Linked DNA regions of Mus musculus: regions 1 and 3 are each linked to region 2. Evidence: chromatin contacts called from public Hi-C and promoter capture Hi-C data. All regions are on one chromosome and are shown on one strand. The core of a region is the stretch at or near the end of the contact, and the rest is flanking DNA. Distances in the headings are between cores, read along the strand shown.

What was found. Promoter capture Hi-C pulls out the DNA fragments that hold promoters and counts their contacts. Hi-C and Micro-C count contacts between places; a contact is called where the count stands out from the background.
Region 1: a contact with region 2 is called in a Hi-C map of double positive thymocytes, with 4 times the contacts expected there. A contact is called at or near these places in 4 of 39 promoter capture datasets (liver, pre-B cells and stem cell-derived epiblast-like cells), 21 of 484 Hi-C or Micro-C datasets (B cells, centroblasts, double positive thymocytes and 5 more), 6 of 130 datasets of targeted methods (the SCID.adh cell line, bone marrow-derived macrophages, embryonic stem cells and 1 more) and 2 of 9 other capture datasets (embryonic stem cells and pancreatic islet).
Region 3: a contact with region 2 is called in a promoter capture Hi-C map of stem cell-derived epiblast-like cells, with 2.9 times the contacts expected there. A contact is called at or near these places in 10 of 39 promoter capture datasets (HPC-7-derived erythroid cells, cranial neural crest, embryonic stem cells and 5 more), 3 of 484 Hi-C or Micro-C datasets (the AML12 cell line, embryonic stem cells and rod photoreceptor), 6 of 130 datasets of targeted methods (bone marrow-derived macrophages, embryonic stem cells, extraembryonic endoderm stem cells and 1 more) and 2 of 9 other capture datasets (adipose tissue and liver).

What each region holds. Positions count from the first base shown.
Region 1 is chr19:32,825,493-32,828,522 of GRCm38.p6, reverse strand. Pten (phosphatase and tensin homolog) reads right to left here. Exons shown (of 9, transcript NM_008960.2): 9 at 2,363-3,030. Among named protein-coding and RNA genes, the nearest start is that of Pten, 69 kb to the right of the region's middle.
Region 2 is chr19:32,711,024-32,713,731 of GRCm38.p6, reverse strand. Atad1 (ATPase family, AAA domain containing 1) reads left to right here and starts at 1,434. Exons shown (of 10, transcript NM_026487.3): 1 at 1,434-1,466.
Region 3 is chr19:32,792,853-32,795,673 of GRCm38.p6, reverse strand. All of the region lies in intron 3 of Pten (phosphatase and tensin homolog), which reads right to left. Among named protein-coding and RNA genes, the nearest start is that of Pten, 37 kb to the right of the region's middle.

The DNA.
Region 1 (3,030 bases), core at 438-2,937, 110 kb before region 2:
TGAGAAGGCTCAGGAGATGAGCACCAAGCCTGACAACCTAAGTTTAACTTCTGGGACCTACATAGTGGAAGGAGAAAAAAGACTCCTGACAAGTTGTCCTCTTAACCTACATGGAGTATCATGGCAAACATTTGCATATACAAAAACACACAAACGTAATAAGTAACAAGAATATAGCTTGTGGCTCCTCTGTTAAAGGCAGCCACACAAAAAGGTTTCTTATCAATAATATTCACAGGAAAACATTAAGTAAAATTAAAATTTTTAGTTATTTTCTTATTTTTTGAGACAATGTAATTTTTTAATTTATTTATTGTTATATGTAAGTACTGTAGCTGTCTTCAGACACACCAGAAGAGGGCATCATATCTCATTACGGATGGTTGTGAGCCACCATGTGGTTGCTGGGATTTGAACTCAGGACCTTCCGAAGAGCAGTCGGTGCTCTTAACCTCTGAGCCATCTCACCAGCCCGATAATGTAATTTAATTACATAATTTCTCCCCTTGCCTTCCTCCCTTCCAAATCTTCCTATATACCTCTCCTTGCTCAGATTCATGGTCTATCTATAGATGACTATCAAATTCTTTTAAACCTATTTTAAAATCAAGAATTAAAAAAAAAAAGTCAACATTTTCTTTCAAGATTTCCTCCCTAGGGACTGGGGAGATGGCTCACTGAGCAAAGTACTTGCTTTGCAACTATGAGGACTAGTGTTATGATCCCAACACTACATGCTGGGCTGTACATCCAACTGTAATTGCAGATGAATCACCAAGCACCAAGTTTAGGAAGAGATTTAGGAAGATTTTAGGAAGAGATGGCTTCCTCAATAGCCATGGAGGAAGGCAACTAACATTAAGCTCTGACTCCACCCACATATACATACACGTGCCATACATGCTCCCACACATGTGAACGTGTATACACAGAAATAAACAAATAAATAAAAGACCTCACCCCTTAGTCCTGGGCCTGATCTGAGGAGTGGACCCTGCCACTACTAAAATGTTAATGATGTAATGAATAAAATGTTTCAAGTGTCCATTGTAGCAGATTATTAAACACTTTGACTTCAATCTTTGAGATGAAGCAGGAGAGGTGGGGATTTTTATCTTTGTGTGGAAATGCTGCTTCTGATACTTAGATAATGGTATTTTTCAGGATGTTTGGTTATGGGTTAGGAACTAATACATAGAGCACCAGGTCATAAATCACACCCATATCCTGAGTAACTCAACATTTATAACTCACTGTCCAACAACAAATCATAAATGGCATGACTCTTCAACATTACAAAACTATTTAAGGTCAAAATAGAGCCTTTAACTTCTGAAAAATGACTTAGTGTTTTTGAAACATACACAGAGAACACTAAAAAGTTAACTCTGAGAATAAAGAGGAACCAATTGTTTAAACAGGCTTTACCAAACCAATTTAGACAACAGAATGGTCATGGCTACTTAAGATGAGGTTACTATAAATTCTCCTTAGATATACTAAACATTTTCAAACTCCAAGTCTGAGTAAAGTTTTGTGGAAGTTTCTGGGTACAAATTGCACCAGTCTACTGAAACCCCCCACACCTGCTGAAGCCACTCTCAAATAACCTATCCAACACTGAAGTCACTCTGCTTGAGGTGAGCTGACACATTTATCTTTGCTCTATTTTTCTTGCTAGAATGCAAACTTCACAGACAGGAAACTGCTGTTCACCCAAGTGCATGCCGAGCGTTCACAATGCCTGACGTACCGCAATAACTACTCATCAAAAAAAAAAACATTTGGACATCTTGCATCCTGTTAATTGGACAAACTAATCTAAATATGTTGGGTTTTATTATTAATTCCCTTTGCTGCTCAAGAAAGCTAAGTTTTTCAAAGCATATTGGTTAGAATAGCAACCCAAAATATTATTGTTTCTTGCTTGTGTTGAAAGGGGGTAGAGGAAGACCCTCAGGAGCTCCACTGCAGGTGTTACCTCAAGACCTGGGCTGGCAGAGCCATGACACACACTAGGACACACTTCAGGACACTGCACTAGGGAAGGAAAAAGACAGGAGGGTACAGGGATCTCTCACTGCCTTTACTTGGAAGTTTCTCTGCACTTTCATGGCTATTTCACTCTAGTAATGCTCTAGTAAACAGAATCTAAACTCTGAGGATGGACATGCAAGGGAGCCATGAGGTCTCATACTTCCTAGCACACCCCACAGCTTTTACGTAGTTTACTCTGGTGAAGTATAAACTTTTCAACAGTAAGATCAGGATGTTCCTCTTTCACTAAGTAATATAGTCCAAATACCTGTTACACATAGCAGGGATTGATTCTCGGATGAATAAAAAGCTAAGAAGCAAATCATCAAAAATAATGAACCTTTTTAATTGTTTAAAGGAAAAATATTCTCCACAGGAAGGTATTTCTAGTCTTATGTCCATTGGTAGCCAAACGGAACTTCATAAAAACACTTCCACAACTCCAACTTTGGTTTAATATACAACTTTGATATATCTCATTAATGCACACATCAAGAGGCTAACAAATTCATTAATATTCAAGGTCATCCAAAATTAACATTTTATTACAATAAACTGTAAAATCCCAGTGGGAAAATTTTACTTGAACCAAATTTCATCTCTATTCTAGCACTTTCAAAACTAATTCTCCCATACAAACTCCACAAATAGACACACGCACGGGCGCGCACACGTGTGCACACACACACACACACACACACACACAATGTGCACACTTCCAAACTCAATAGAAAATGAGGACCATTTAATGGAGACAGAAAATAGATACTAAAATGCTGTTTTTAAGTAGGAGTATCATTTAGAAAACTACACAGAACAGGTGGAAAATCTCAAAAGTATACATAACAGCCAGTAAGTAAACACATCTAAACATTAAGAATTTTACTGTAAGCTAAACCACTACAAGCCTTGCTCCATTCTGTATAATCTAACCATTGTGACAGATGAGGTTCCACATGAGAAGACATAAATTATTTTTAATCTTAAAAAACA
Region 2 (2,708 bases), core at 185-2,684:
ACGTGCTGGTGAGTTACCTAGTGTTTCTGCCATTGTTGATGTTGCTGCCTCTGGCCTCATCCACTGAGATCAGAATCCAGGTTCTTCCACAGACTAAAGACTAGTCGTGGCTCTCCAGGAATCCTTAAAGCCTTGTGGTCTTGTTGGACTGCTGAGGCATGTTACCTCCAGCACTGCGAAGCTACCAGGACAGCCATTGTTGGACCATTCAAGACTGTGCTGGGTAAACCAGTCTAAAATTAAAACAAAAAAACCAAACTCTTTTTAATATTGATTCATTCCATCTATTGTGTTCTTCTATCGAACTCCAGTAAAGTCCTTTAACAAGGAACTTTCCAGGCTCTGGCAGCACTTCTGGGCTGTGTCTCTCCACAGCTATTAACAACATCATTTACTAATATAACTGTCAGCAGAGGGAGGAAGCAGTGTGTTACTTATGTGGTCCAGGGTATAAAGCAATCCTCCTTGCATAGCCACCCCAAATGCTAGGAAAACAGGCATGTGACACCAATCCCAGCTTGGCTGTAGAATTCTTTAGCCTTAAAAGATAATCCTGAAAACAGAGCGAAACAAACTGCCTCCTCCAGGAATATAAAAAGGTCTTAAGAAGTCTGTCTTATTCCTTCATAGTCCCACTGCCTTTATTTGAAGTGATGATGCTCCTTTTGTTTATGGGCAGTGTGTCTACTTATTCTTGTTCCTTAGTAGTGTATATACATTCAGAAGGGGCTGGCTTTCAGATACGGTTCCTTGGAATCTTGGTGTCACGTCCCTCACTTCGCAAGAGGAAGGGGTTAAAAAAAAAAGTCATCAATATGCAAAACCTGTCACCAGATGCCCTATTCTGACCCAACTGCCAGACCTCCCTGGTCTGCCTGGCTGCTCAAGCGTTCAGTGGATTCTCAGGCGCCGCCTCCAGGTGTCATCAGTACAGAGATGGGGGAGGAGGGTGAGCTCACCCTAGAAACCGAAAGGCAGATGGTGAGGCCATGCGCGTCTGAGCAGCATCATGAGGACTTGCTGCGGGGATGGGGGGTGGTGGTGGTGGTGGAAGTTTATCAAACCAGGGAAGCATTTCTTTGCCTTCTGTAAAAGGCTCCTCTGTCAGGGTTGCGTACAGCTCCAGAGTAGCAAGGGATTTCATGTGTCAAGCGTCTTTCCCAATTCAGTTTCTGAGTCTCTCAAGTTGAACTCAGAGCCCTTTGGGGAGCACCCTGTTCATCCTATCTACCTTTCTGAATGTTATCGGCCCAGCGGGTACTAAGGTGTAGGTTGGGGAAAGTAGCTCGCCCCGCACTGCGTCGCCATGCCTTGGCTGGCACGCCACCGGCTCGGCAGGGATCGCGCATGCTCCGTGCGGTGGGGGGCGGGGCTCCAGCCCCCGGAAGCGTTCTCTCCCCGGCCGCGTTTCTTTCCTGTGCGAGGCCGGGCTACGGCTCTCCCATCGTCTCTGGTCCTGCCTCTGGGTGAGTAGCGGGTTCCCGCGGGGCCGGGCCAGGTGCGTCCCCCATCCCTCCCGGTCCCCCAGGGCCTGGCGCTCACCTGGGGAGACCAGCCCGGTAGTCACCTGCCTCCGCGTCGGTCACACTTGAGCGCCGCCCCGGATCCAGCGGATTAACCTCCAAGGGCGTCCGGGGCCTCGCCTTGGCGCCCGGCCGGGCGCGAGCCCTCAGGTCTCAGCGCTGGCGGGAGACTCCGGCTGCCCGCAAGGACATCTCTTGTAGGCGGCCTGGTCATTGGAGGATCGGGGGCGCTCAGGGCGACCTCAGGGCTAGGCTTGTAAGAAGGCGGCTGGAAGGAGCCGGTCCGCTCGTGCCGGCCCCTCTCCTCCTCCCTCTTTGTGCAAAGGCGGAGGTGTTTCTTCAGTGCTGGCCATGCTTTCCCAGAACATGCTGATGTTAATAATGACCTGCCCTCTCCGCGAAGCCTGGCAGGAATTCATTGTCACAGTCTGCGACTGTAGGGCCTTGATAGGCACAGAATTGCTGGGACTTTGAGTTGAGAGACCATTTGGAGCACACTGCAGTGACTTAGGGAATACTGCAGTAAAAACGTTAGTAGTTGCTCAGAGATAGGGTATCCACACTGAAACCAGAGCTAAACAGGAAAAGATTTAAAATGATATGCGTTTAAAGATAATTCTGAATTAACACCGGTCTAGTGGTGTTTCTTAGTGATATACAGCAATGTGTATATTTTGTTAAAATTAGCGTCTATGCAAAATTGAAATACATTCTCCACATTTGCAGCCAATTTGCAGATATATCAGTGCTTTATGAATGATAGATGGGTATGTACCTCATCTGTGGAGACTGTATAAAATATTTCCATTCACTGTCCACACAGCAGAACGTTTCCGTTTCATTTCAGGATTTCGAAGTCACTTTTGGATATGATGAGCAGTGGTCTTTTTTTTTTTTGTTTTGTTTTTGGTTTTGTTTTTTTGTTTTTTGAGATAAGTCTTCTCTGCGTAGCCCTGGCTGTCCTGGAACTCTGAAGACCAGGCTGGTCTCCAATTTGGAGATCTGCTTGCCTCTACGTCCCAGGTGCCAAGATTAAAGGTGTCAGCCACAGTTTTTGGAGTTCTTTATATATTCTGGATATTAATCCTCAGTCAGTCAGTTGACAAAGATATCCTCCCATTCTGTGGGCTACCTCTTCACTCAAATTTAGCTGCTGCTACCACCATCAACCTCTGCCTAGACCCA
Region 3 (2,821 bases), core at 219-2,718, 82 kb before region 2:
GACCTAACAATTGACTTGGGGGGGGAGGGGAGCATGCAGCTCCTTATAGGCAAGCGGAGGGGCTTTGGGAGGACATGCTAGGGCTGCCTGTGAAACAGTGCTCAAGAGAAAGAAAGGGTCACAGGGTCAAGAAGAAACCTTCCACCTTAGTTAGAATCTCTGGTATATAGCCAAAATTCACAGCGGAGTTTCTTTTAAATTTCTTATGGCATATTAGCAGTAAGTCACTCCACATACTAAAATAGAAGATAGCAAATAACAATTTGGATTTAAATTTTTCTTTGTAATTAAAACTCAAACGATATTTTTGTCCTTATCTTAAATTGGCTTATATGAAAAGAGAAATGAAAAAAAAAAAAAACAAGGAAAATGAGGTTTCCCAAGGTGGCAACAGAAATTAAGAGGAGGAGTGAAACCAGAAAGGCAAACTTGCAGACAACTAGGCCTTGCCATAGAACTACATGGTAGGGAGCTCTCTTCTTCACTCTACAGTGTTTTACAAAGGAAATCTTAACAGAAAAATAACACAGTTAAATGTTTGCCAAGTACAGCAAATATTCACTAAAATATAATAAAAACTTAAAATCTTGTATTCTCTGAACAGGGAGCAACAAAGAAATTTTAAAAACACTCATATAAAACTGATTAATTAATGTTGCCCTTTTTCAAAATAACTGATTAATAATAATAGATAAGCTAGATTATCAGAAAGCTTAGGCTGATAGTTCTTCATTCATGTGCAACACTGCTGCTATAAAAGGTCTCACAAACTACTAACTATACAGATGTCCAGTGAAAAATACTTTAGGACCTTCAAACATCTACATTTCCAAGAAAAAAAAAATACATACTACCTGTAATTCCTATCCTAAGACAAAAAGAAATAAAACAAAAACATCTGTTGTGGCTAGTCTCACTTGCCTAAAATCAGATACACAGTAGGCAGGGGAGAGGGGGTACTCAAATTAAAACACTCAATTTTGTATATGTTTAAAAACTTTTGAAGTAAATAAAACGAAGAGCTAACCAGCAAACAAAAGGGATTCTGGTGCAAACAGTGGGTAGTCTGTTATTATGCACCTACCTGTCTTTGGCTACCTCATTTAACTTCCTAGGCCTAATGCCCTGTCTATAAGATAAGAAGGCACTGCTAAAAGGACCCTTCAGATCCTTTGCCATTCTGAAAGCCTCAGTTCCAAATGACAAGGGAATAAGTTCATATGCACTAAAGGCTGCTCTCAACTAATAAAGAGATGGTTCATTAAATTGGGAATCAAATGCTTGGAAACTCAAATCAAGTTCCTAGGTCCACCCAATGCCACCTCTAACTATACTGAAATACAACAAAGGAGACAGCATAAACCTAATCCCTAAATTCTAGGGGCAGGAAGTCACTATAGGCAGGAATGAAAAGAATTTCCTCCCTGTGCTTTAGATATGTTAAACAGGCATAAGATTTCAGCTCAGGCAGAAATGTGTCTTCTAATGTCTTTCTACTTCCCTATTGGGACCTCTCTAAATCCCCAAACCTGACAGTGTGAGTCTGAAATGATTCATTTCATCAATTCCAGCTTTCAACAGTTCTTGTCCTTTTTCAGTCACCTTCTGAATGCAGCTGTTCAGAAACAGTCTTGTGGTTCTCCTATCCACCTTTTATTAGCACAACCCCACCTAAGCCAGCATACACCACCACCTGCCCAAAATGAGTTATCTGCCATATTTCAAATACCATTATACTATCAATCTTCTGACTTGCCTTGGCTCATCCTCCCAGGTCTAATAGATAACTCCTATTGATTTTCATTAGTAGAAAAGCCATGGAAATATTTCAAGATCTTTAAATTTATGTTTGCAAAGAAATAATCTTAAAATTAAAAGAAATAAAACAGAAACTCCTCTTAGTCTTACAAGTATATAACAAGCAGGGATAGAAGAAAGAAGGTATCAGAAGTTAATCACAGCCCACACATCTGGTCTTTTACAGAGGCCTCCTGTGGGGCCAGTTACTTTGTCCACACTTCTCTCCTGCTCCCTCCTACTTTCACATCAAGCTATAGGCTACTAGAGGGCTGGAACTAGCCATATGAGCACTCTATCTGCATGTTTCACCATGGCTGCACCTTTCTGATCTGAAGTCAGCAAAAGCGAAGAGAAATAATATTGGTAACTATTGCACATGAATACTTTGAAGTCTTATCAAAACAGAAATATCATTAAAGACTGAAAAAATAAAAGTAACATCTAGCACTATAACAAGACATAGAAAATTCTCCATCCTTCTGGGTAGCAATTCAAATAGCCACTCGAAGCAGAACAGAAAACACTTGTAGTTATATTTGATAAAGTCTACAGAAAATGGTTAATTACTAATTGGTATTCTACCATTGCATAACATTCTCCTGTTATATAAATCATAGACATAGAAAATTAAAGGACATAATAGAAACATGGTAATTTATCTTTTAAATTTTTAAAAATGCTCAGTATTTGGGGAAAATAAAAATGGTTTTGAAAGACAAAGGGTGTTTAATGATTTGTCTTCCTTTCCTGTTTTCATGTCACTACTCCAAAAGTCAAAAGAAAGTGAAGGTTTAAAGATAGGCCAATAAGTTTTAATGAGCAATCCCTCAAATCCTATACTAGATAACTAAACAATGCTGCATAACTTACTAGGTTATACACAGAAAATATTCAAATAGCTGTTTCAGTATATTGATCAACAAGCACAGAGGAAACAAAAGTCTGTCCATCCACCCTGGAGTCTGTCTCCTTAGAAGCCATCGTTAATACTAACAGCAGCTCCGCTGTGGATTACATTTCA